Regions from separate parts of the Anas platyrhynchos genome. Here region 1 is linked to region 2. The links are chromatin contacts, called in public Hi-C maps. All regions are on one chromosome and are shown on one strand. Each heading gives the region's core, a stretch centred on a gene start, on an enhancer-like site or on the middle of the called end of the contact. The rest is flanking DNA. Distances are from core to core; before and after follow the strand shown.

Region 1 (4,812 bases), core at 1,880-4,379, 80 kb before region 2:
TGACCTGAGTTGTTGGAGTGCTGTCATGGCACAAGGAAAGCAGCCCGCAGGATGGATCTGCAGTCCTCTGAAGGCTTTGGGAACTTTGTTATGGGTTTCAATAGGCTGTGGAGTGATGGAGCTGCCAAATGTCACGCATTTTACTGTAGCTAGCAGTGACCTTCTCACGCTGGCCTGGCTCTCAGCTGGATCCTCAGGCACTCGGTGGTGGGAAAATGTGGCAGGCTTTTGGCTTGCAGTGCTGTCTTGGGGCTTCTGGAGGCCCCTGTGGCTCTGCCCCTGAGGCAGGTAATCAAGTCCTGCCTGTAACTGCAGTATGCCCAGAAGTAGTGGACCCGATCCAGGTCAAAGGAACCAGGATAAAGGTTCCCAAGATGATGTCTGCAGCCAGTTATGGCAGCATTTTCCAACATACCTCCAACATTTTCCTCCACCAGTAAAATAACTTTTACTTGTAGAAAGTCCAAGACTGAGAGTATCCACTGCTCTCCCCATGCAGCAGTGCCTTACCCATGAAGCAACCTCTGAAATCACCTACATACTTGGCTCTGGGGGCTCTCTGATTCCCTAGTGTTGGTTCTGGCAGGCTCAACAAGCACACCTCTCCATCAGTCCCCTTCAGCACCTGGCCGGGACCCCCTCCAGGACTGCACTGTCCTGCACCCCTGCTCTGCCATGGCTTAGATTAATGTGTCCTGCTCGCTAATCTGAAAATTGTTTGCAGGCAGGCATGTGAGTGCAGGAAGTTTTTTGCATAAAAGAGCTCACAGGGAGCGGAGCGTGTTTTGGAAGCGCTCTTTCAGCCCCAGGCTGGGTCATCGTAGAGGAGAATAATAGTAACAGAATCAAAGAAGCAGCACTGCGTGAGGAACATCTAACGTTTCAGCTCACAGACAATCAAGGAGTGACTGCACTGCGTGTGAATGGCCAAGGTCTGGAACAAGACAGGTGGATTTAGTTTAGTGTAGGTTTCACACTGGATGGTAAGCAGACTGCAAACAGATTGAAATAGCAAGGGAATTTACCTAAAAAATGCCACCTTACACAGCTGTGAGGGCATGCGAAGTTAAAAATTCACATTAAATAAGAGGTCAAGAGAGTTATTTAACCTTCCTTGGACTGGACACACATGAAAAACGTGTGTTAGACAGTTACAGGCCTTAATGAATGCTGACCCATTTTGCTGTTTAAAACATTCTGGAACTTCCATGGAGACTTATCTGATGCCACCTATATATAATGACCTAGATTTTAAAAACAGTTGGGAAGCAGACGCCTGGAAATCTGCTGTGAATTTTAACATTTTCCATACAAAGATTGAGTGTAAACCTGCAGCTTGTTTTCCCCTTGGAAAGACTAAAATGCTTTCAGGACTTCTCAGATGCGTAATTAGGATCATCTTGTCTGGGACATGATCGCGAAGTGACAGCAGGGTCATCCTTTTGCTGCCAGATTCCCGTCTTAAAGGAGTTCCCGGTAAGCACAGGTTTAAAGTTATTACTATCTAATAACTGTCTAGTTGTCTGTATGGCATAGCTTACTATGTTTAGTAGTCTGCGTGTCAGAATCCCAAAATCCACCGGCACCGTTAGTACCTTCTAGCTGAGTTATCACAGTTACCAGCAAATTAAGTGGCAAAGGGAAAGAATTGCTTTGCCAAGACGAAGCACTCTGAATAAAGCAGACGTGATGGTTAGGATGAAGCAATTTGTGATGGCTTCCCCTCTCCTCAGATTAAAAGGCTTCAGTCATCAGGTTTGTCTTCCCAGCAATATCCCCTGGAAGTCATTCAACCATCCAAAGCACGGACTATGTGAAGTGGCATTTCTAGAGTTCAGCAGGCAGGCTGCCAAAAGAATCTCTTCTACTCCCATTTTAACATAAATTTCTATGAGTTGGGGAAATCAAATTAAGCAATCATACAAAAGAGAATTGCTGGCAGAAAATATTTGGGAAAAGGAAACTGAAATGCCTCCTTTTGTATTTTAAATAGGAAAAATATGCCAGAGCCTCATAGGCTCAGGGATCAAAAGGTCAGTAGAACAAAAAGTAGTAAGCCTAAAAAAAAAATAAATAATCTAGTAGGAGGAAAAAAGGAAATTTGTAAAAATAAGCAAAAACAAGTTAAAGGGTAATTAGTGAGATAAATAATACTGAATTCAAAAAAAAAAAAAAAAGTTTCAGCTGACAGCAAAGGGACACAAACATGTTTTTAGTGGAAGCCAACCAAAGATAACTAAAAACTGGTCCATGGGAGCATAATTGACTTGATTGTCACAGCTATTTAAAGATGAGCTTTGAGGTTATGAAAACTTGTGTGATACTGCTGAAAGGCCTCATTAAAATAAAGCAGGCATTTCTGCTGACTGCTAATGAGAGTTTCCTAGGAGAAAGTTTGTTCCTGAAAACCTTTCTGCAGAGCTTTTGGAACCCAGTGTATACACGCAACCAGAGGGAAGCGGATTTACTATCTGCACTCTTCTCCCACTGTTTCATCAAAACCTTATTGAATTCCAGCCTGTTTGTAAAATCAGTGCTCATTGTAATACCCTGCAAGGCTCTCGAGTGCAATCCCTATTACACAAACAAGCATGATTTCAGACACAACAATTATGTCTTGAGAAATATCAGACGAGATAATCTTTCCCCAGGACAAACGGAGACCAGGAAAGATAAAAGACTATAAAAATGTGTTACCCATTTTAGCAGATGCCAAGGAAAATTCTGCATGATAGTAGGAATATTGACCATAGTCAGGACGAATCTTAAAGCCATTACTGCTGTGCAGAATGATGCACTAGCAGACGCGTGCTGTGAATCGGAACATACCAGATGCTTGTTCAGATGCGTCTTTGTAAAAATGAAGTCTAGCACAGTGAATTTTACAGCTTCAGCTTCTCAGAAGAGCATGCTTTGAACTACTGCCCATAAATATTTGGTGGTTACTCTTGCAACTCTTCTTATTTCCTGGCAGGAGACCTAAGTATGGGATGGTGTTCCTTGAGTCTGTTCAAGTCCAGCATCAGAGGAGACTTCTGCCTGATTTATGCCAGCCCAGTGGTAGAACACATTTTTTTTTTGGATGAGGCAAGCATTAAGGACTTGTGAGTGGCAAAGGGTTGGACCAGGTGGAAACAGGCAGGCCTGCAGCCCTGCAGAGGATACACACAGCCTGAGCAGAAGGGAAGCAAAAGCTAGGGATGGGCAGAAAACCAATAGTGCCAAGACCTAGTGCTTTAACATCACATGAGTAACATCTAGTAATTTTCACTTAGCTATACGTGCTTATGACTGAATCACATAAAAATTTTGCCAAAGCCTCGTGTCCTTTAATGCACTTTTGCAGTGGAGAGTTTCCACTTCAGAAAAGCCAACATGGTGCAACTAATTTTTTTCTTAACTGCAAATAGAACTAAACTTTTTTTAGTGTATGCTGTAGTTTCCAGAATGATGGTTATAACCTATCATATATTCCAACTTTAATGATAACTCAGGAGGTAGAAAAGCCATACCCACTTCTCCATCCAGAAGGATGAAGATTCAACTGTCTCATTCCTCACCGAGTCATCTGCCCAACAACTTATAGTTCATTCACCCCACAAACATGACAAGAGTCAATCCCCACAAGTTAAATGAACCACATCCTCTGTGAATATACCGGCCCCCAGCCATCTGCAGAAAGCCTGAGAAAACAGAGGCGGTAGCGTAACCCAGAAGGTCAGTGAACTGATGCTGTCGGACCCGCACTGCTTTGGAGTCAGAGGGAAAAGAAAGGACCTCCAGGCTGTGAGCTTTATGGGGCAGTTACTTTTCTAGCTATAGCTGTACATTCAGCCTAAAGGTGATTCAGGGCTATGTTAAGTCTTCAGCTTTTCACACTTATTTGATATTTCCTAATTACGATTCCACTCAGTGACAGGCAGATTGAAATTCCTATGATCCCTGTTGTAGTTGTTTTGCAGGCTTCCTTTATCTGCATAAACATTTCCTGTCCTGCTTTCTCATCCTCCCCCAGTGCCCTATAATGGCTTCCTATTACATCTTTTTTACCATTTCTTTCACTCGGGTCCAAATTATTTTTCACTGGTGACAGCTCTGCCTGTGATATTTCTTGCTTTAGAAATACGTCACAGCTTCTCACCAAGTGAAGAGGCTTTCTGTGTGCTAACAAATGTTTTAGGGAAAAAAAAAAAAAAAGAAAAAGAAAAAAAGTGTAGTTTGATGTTTAAAATTCTTGACTGCATCTGAATTTGACCAGAGCTCGAGTGCATCTGGGTCATTGTATTCTTTTGGTGGCACCGCTCTCCTCTGCATGCTCACAACACAGTGTTCTTGTTGCACAGGAGATCCTCCGAACATTAAAATAAACTTTCTTTTATCACTACGTTTTCCCAGAAGACTGCTATGCTGGCATTTCAACCCTGTTGCAAGAGTTGTTCTTTACATACAAGTTATACATCACACCCTTTTGTAATAGATGTATGCGACTCTTTTTTACAGCTGAGTAGGTTATTATATGTGCAACACCCTTGGTGTGCTTTCGATACTGTGTAGGTGCTATAATGCTCTGGGCTTTATACTTCATGCTATAATGGTTGGTCTGCACAGCACAGTACAGAGAGCTAGGTATAAAAATTCAGGTGGAGCAGCGAGCACGCTATGGAGCTTGCAGCCTGGCTGCGAAAGTTACAGACCATGCAGCAAAACCCAAGGGAAAGACCAAGGCCATATAGTGCCAGCCTGAAAGTCAGATCACTACTGTCAAGTCAGAGTCAAGCCAAAAAAAAAAAAAAAAAGGAAAGGAGTGTTAGG
Region 2 (5,289 bases), core at 1,215-3,714:
TAGCCAGAGTGCATGGGAAAATGGCCGCTCGGAGTAGATTTTCATTAAAAAGTTTTAAATTCCAAGGCTTGAACTAATGTTTTCCATGAATCCCTTGGGAATACTTCTAAAACCAGATGATAGGATGCAGTTGGATGCTTAACTATGAATGACACTCGTTTACAGAGATTTTCTGGGTCTTTGCCAGATATTGCTGCTTGCTGTGCCTTTGACCATGTATGGGCACGTCCATCCAGGTTACGAAAGAAAGACACGGAGGCTCTATGGCAGGGTCTTCACCTGCTGTCTCTCACCAGCCATGTCTGCTGCTTACAGTGTGTGGTGGATATGGTCTGTCTGTCTCCCATGCTTTCACGGCACACTTACCTAGATGCACTGAGTTTCTTGTTCTGTAGGTATTTGAAAGCTCTGCAAGATACCTGCATGAATTGATGAAACGTAAGAATTTAAATCCCCACCACCTAGGAAGGTATTAGTGCTGCCTGCAGGTACTCAGTTACTGCAGGCCACTTGTCAGAAGGTGACTTCAGGAATTTAGCCACACTTACAAGCATACAGGGTCAGGAAAAACGTATGGTGTGGCATTTCTACAGAGCTCCTGACCTTCCTTTTTCATTGTTGTAAACACACATTCAAACTTGTACTTGATTAATTGCTTTTTCTGAATAAGCATTCTGCTATGAGAGTGTAATAATTTAATGATTTTTGCTGGGAATTTGTGTGCCAGAGAATAAAGTCGATACCTTGTAGCACTTGGCAATACTACAGTTCTTAACCTTATCATCTGCAATATTTTGAAAGTGTTACAGGTTTCTTATGCTTACAGAGAGCTCCGTTATGTGAGGGCTCTGTGGTTACTGCATGCAAGAGAGCAAAAAGAATTAAAGGAATCAGAAGTTAATCTCCTGCGTGCTAAAGCTTGTGAGTAGTAAACTCTTGGCTGAGTTGACTGTGTGCCTGGGGATTACTGCCTTGAGTTCTGGCATCAATTGTGTACAATAAAATTTCTCTGTAGCACTCTCGAGGGAAAAAAAGATCTATTCACAACAATTAAAACTTAAGTTTTTCAAATGCTGCATATGCATTCCCAGGCTCTCGCTGCTTTGGACTGGACACTTCTGGAAGGATAGAAATTGTGCAGTTATAGAAAGGGTAACTTGGTGGTGTCTTAGGCTGCTGGGTGTTGTGTGTTTCAGTTTTGTTGTTTGTTCTTTAATCGTGTCTTAAACCTTTCCAACTTTGTGGTTAGGCACGCTCGAGCAGGAGATGGAATTAAGTGACCTCCAAGTCCACTCCAATTTACCTTCTCCTGTGACTGACTACCCAGGTAGCCCAGAGCTGGGCGTTCTTGTTTTGTGAAGATGCATTAATGATTTTTTCTTTTTTGCCTTTTTGTTTGGTTAGGAACCAGCTCATAATTACCGCAGGCTTCAGACAGCCATGGTATTGCTGTATTTGTTTGTCAAGACCTAGGAGCAAAATGGATAGGTCTGGCTTGGATAGGATCCTTGCTGAAAAGTAGGGGAAAATAATGTTCTGCAAATTCAGAGGTTAAATACAGAGCCCCAGCTTCTTTGGAGTTACTTATTGCTGTTTTCTGTGCTTCTGAACATCCTCTTAATTACAGTCAGTGTTTTACTTGTGCAAGAGGTATTTAGTTTGACTTTCTGCAGAGTGCTAATTTATCTTGTAGTTTGGAGTTGCATCACATAACCAGTGACTGCAAAGAGTTTGCAACAAGTTTCAGGTGTGGTTGTGAGCCAATCCATTTCAGCTGTGCAAATGGGTATGTGCAAGCACTTAAGTAGCATTGAGGAGATCTCTCAAATCTTGAGCTGGAAAAGAGGCCATCCAGATGGGATTTATTATCCAAGTTTCTACTCTCTGAAAGTTCATTACTGCATCTTCTCTAAGGGTTCACCTAGTTACTTTTAACTTAATTTTCTCTCCCCAGGTAATGATCAGGAGGCTTAAGAAGTATGTTAAGCAACACTGTGGCGTAAACATCTGCAAACTTATTTGCAGCCACTTGCTGTTAGGAATAAATGGCTGGCATAATTAATTTATTGATTTTGTGTCAAGAAAGCAGCTTCACTAATAATTAATAGAAATTGTCTTAATATCAGAAAAAGCATGATTAAATGTGTGAGCAGTTCAAAAGAGCCAAACTGCTAATGTGATTTTCTTTTTTTTCACTGCTGTGGGTCAGACTGGCGGATACAACAGTGCTTATAGCTCTCTTTTCACCGAATGCTGCTTTATCAGGGAGATGCACCTGATGCTGGCATTGGCGATAATTCTTGAGATATGAAGTGTTAGCTATTCATTTGCCATGTGTCTTGAGCTTTCTGTTTCACAACCTGCTTCCTGCAAGAGGATGGAGCTGTGCTGCAGATGGGTGGTCACAACTCGGGCAGGCGCTCCCACACCCAAAACTTGCATCATGTCTTGCGCTGCAGCAGTTGTCTTGTTGAGTCAGGCTTCCATCCGAGCACTGAGCTAACAGAAACCATTACAGTCACGTCACCTCTGGCACAGCAGATTGCAGCGAGATTGCATTATCTTCCCATCTCTCTGCCTCTATAGCAGGAAACCCTCACTTTCTAGGATTCCTTTCCCAAGCATTGCACTAAAAGCAGACAAACAAATATGTTATATCTTTTTAATAACCTGGACTAGAGTATAGCTACATTTCTAGCCTAGTTGGGTTGTTTGGGCAGGGGGGATTAGTGCTCTCTCTCTCTCTTTCTCTCTCTCAATTTTGTACTGGCATCGGTATTCTTCTTGAGAGTTTTTCATCTTTTGAACAGGAGTTAAACTATTGGGACATTTTATATGCTTAGATGGGTTCTATTACTGAGTTTAAAAAAAAAGTTGTGATTTAAATTTAAAATGTATGAATCAACAAATATCAAAATAATTTGGATTTTATAAGCAAAGCAAGTTTGCTCTGAAGCAGAAAGGTCAGCAATTCTTTGTCAGACTTCTTATTCATTGAATCCTTTTCCTAGTGTTTAAAATCAATGGCTAAATTGCCAAGCATTTAATCTCATTCATTTTACAGGTTGAGCAGTCAAAAGTTTTAATCAAAGAAGGTGGTGTTCAGTTACTGCTTACAATAGTTGACACACCAGGATTTGGAGATGCTGTGGATAATAGTAATTGGTAAGACATTCTTTGTGTTTTCCCACAAAATTCTGTATCTCTTTTGTATGTGTGAGACAATGCATTCTGACTTTTTTCAAAATGTACACTTTGATCTTCAGTTAAAATGTTCATGGCTTTAAACTTGTCTGCAGTTTGCTATTAACTGAAAACTTAGACTACTGTAGTTTCTATTACCATTATGACTTGATTGAAACACAATCAGCTTTTCTCTAATTATCTTTAAAGTGAATGGAACCTTTAGAACTGTATCAACACTTACAGTATGCTAAACCTAGTTGTATGCTCTCACAAGATTTGACCAGAAAGTATATTCCTTTGGTGTATTCCTATACTCTCTTTAAGGATTTTCTTTAATGCTATTACAGTGATGGTAATGGTGTTTGAAAGGGTTTTTCAGTGAGCTAGTAGATTGTATCTGTACAGCTATGTAACTTGATAGTGTGTTGAGGAGCTGGTTGCTTACAATATACTGTGTTGAATTCTTTTAATAAAAAAAAAAGTCATAGGGAAATAGTGTACACTTAATTCTTAGCAAAGTCAGACTTTTTTACATAAGTGATGTAACTTACAGGTTTTTATTCATGTAACCTCTGCAGCTGGCAGCCTGTTATTGACTACATCGACAGTAAATTCGAGGACTACCTGAACGCAGAATCTCGAGTAAACAGACGTCAGATGCCAGATAATAGAGTGCAGTGCTGTTTATACTTCATTGCTCCTTCAGGACATGGGTTAGTATTAGTGTATTTTGTTTCCTTTCTCTGTCTATATCTAAAACACCCAAATTTGGCATTCTTATGTATGGAAAGTTCCAGATATGGCTTCTTAATTAACTGCAGACCATGTTTAATTTCAAAGACGAACTTACTTTGACTTGTCAAACATCAGCAAGCGTGCCAGGTAATAAGTTAGAACACGAGAAAATATGATGGTGCATTAATAACATAACAAGAAAAAAATAGAACAATTAAAAAACACATAAGTATTCAAAAGTGCCAGGATTGCTTCTGATACGTATGTCTTTGCCCAAACACATTTAAATTTCAACTGTAGAAGCTGGTTCACATCTCAGGCAACAGGATTTTTCTTTCCCTCTGAGGTTAATGATAAAATCAAAGATTGAAAGCTACTTGCATCCTTTTAAGAATGTTTTATTCACCTGGAGTGTAATCCTTTGACTAGTGACAATTGCAATATCCATGTTCTGTATTTTATTTTTCCAGTTATTATGCAATCCTTCACCCCTTCCTATTTTTAACTTGATCAGACTTCTATCTAGTGGTGGAGAGAGGGAACTGCATTTCCAGGGTGTATTAGATGCAGGCCAGCTAGATCTGAAATTTGTTGCTTAGCATTTTATTGTATTACAAGTGATTAAATTTCTCAGAGACTCCTTAAGTGGTACCTTCAAAACCAGGAGGAGGAGAAGATAAGTAGCCTATTCTGTTGAATAGATGGAAAGTAGTAAAATGCTGTGAAGGAAGTAATGAAGAAATCCTGAGGAATATTCCTCTGGTAGTGAAAAAAGCCTGTTCAAAATTCAGCTTCTCTAGTTAGCATCTGAATGGTTCCAGTAACCATTTTTGAACTACACAGAGTTCTAAACTTTGGAAAGAAAATGCTATTTTTCTAATGTAGACTTGTCTTCACTAAACTTCTTTTGATCAACATGCGTGTTAATCAAGCAAGTGCTGTAGTTGGGAACTATCCTCCTCCTTTGGCAGCTGCCCATCAGCCAGAAGTTGATTTAGGTGGCTTTTTGAAATGAGAGGGAAAGCATACAAGGGTGAATGGATAGCCACACCAGTGCTCTTAAACTAGACATACATTAATGTTAGCTATTTAAAGGAATCATGCTGTGACTTTCAGCAGCAAGTAGAAGCTGTTAAACTGGAGATAAATACGTTTTCTGTGACGTTTTGTTTATTCTTTTATGTATGTATGTATATGGTTTCAAGGAGAAGCTAATTTGAGTACCAAATAAATCTGTTCCTAATCCTAATTTATTTAATATGAGAAATAATCTTGTTAAATCCTTTAAGTGAATCCTTTAAGCCTGACTGAACTTGTTATAATTCTAAAGCATTAATGCATCAAAACCTATGGCTTTACTTTAGCAAA

The links. Hi-C and Micro-C count contacts between places; a contact is called where the count stands out from the background.
Region 1: a contact with region 2 is called in a Hi-C map of skeletal muscle, with 2.8 times the contacts expected there. The contact joins two enhancer-like sites. A contact is called at or near these places in 6 of 8 Hi-C or Micro-C datasets (F1 follicle, F5 follicle, liver and 2 more).

Annotation. Positions count from the first base shown.
Region 1 is chr2:97,217,963-97,222,774 of IASCAAS_PekinDuck_T2T, reverse strand. All of the region lies in intron 1 of LOC106015329 (a long non-coding RNA gene), which reads left to right. Among named protein-coding and RNA genes, the nearest start is that of HERPUD2, 12 kb to the left of the region's middle. Within about 2 kb of position 3,129, at least 2 of the 8 cell types and tissues checked have an H3K27ac peak or open chromatin away from gene starts, as enhancers often do.
Region 2 is chr2:97,137,301-97,142,589 of IASCAAS_PekinDuck_T2T, reverse strand. SEPTIN7 (septin 7) reads left to right here. Exons shown (of 13, transcript XM_038174626.2): 3 at 3,065-3,165; 4 at 3,765-3,899. Among named protein-coding and RNA genes, the nearest start is that of SEPTIN7, 57 kb to the left of the region's middle. Within about 2 kb of position 2,464, at least 3 of the 8 cell types and tissues checked have an H3K27ac peak or open chromatin away from gene starts, as enhancers often do.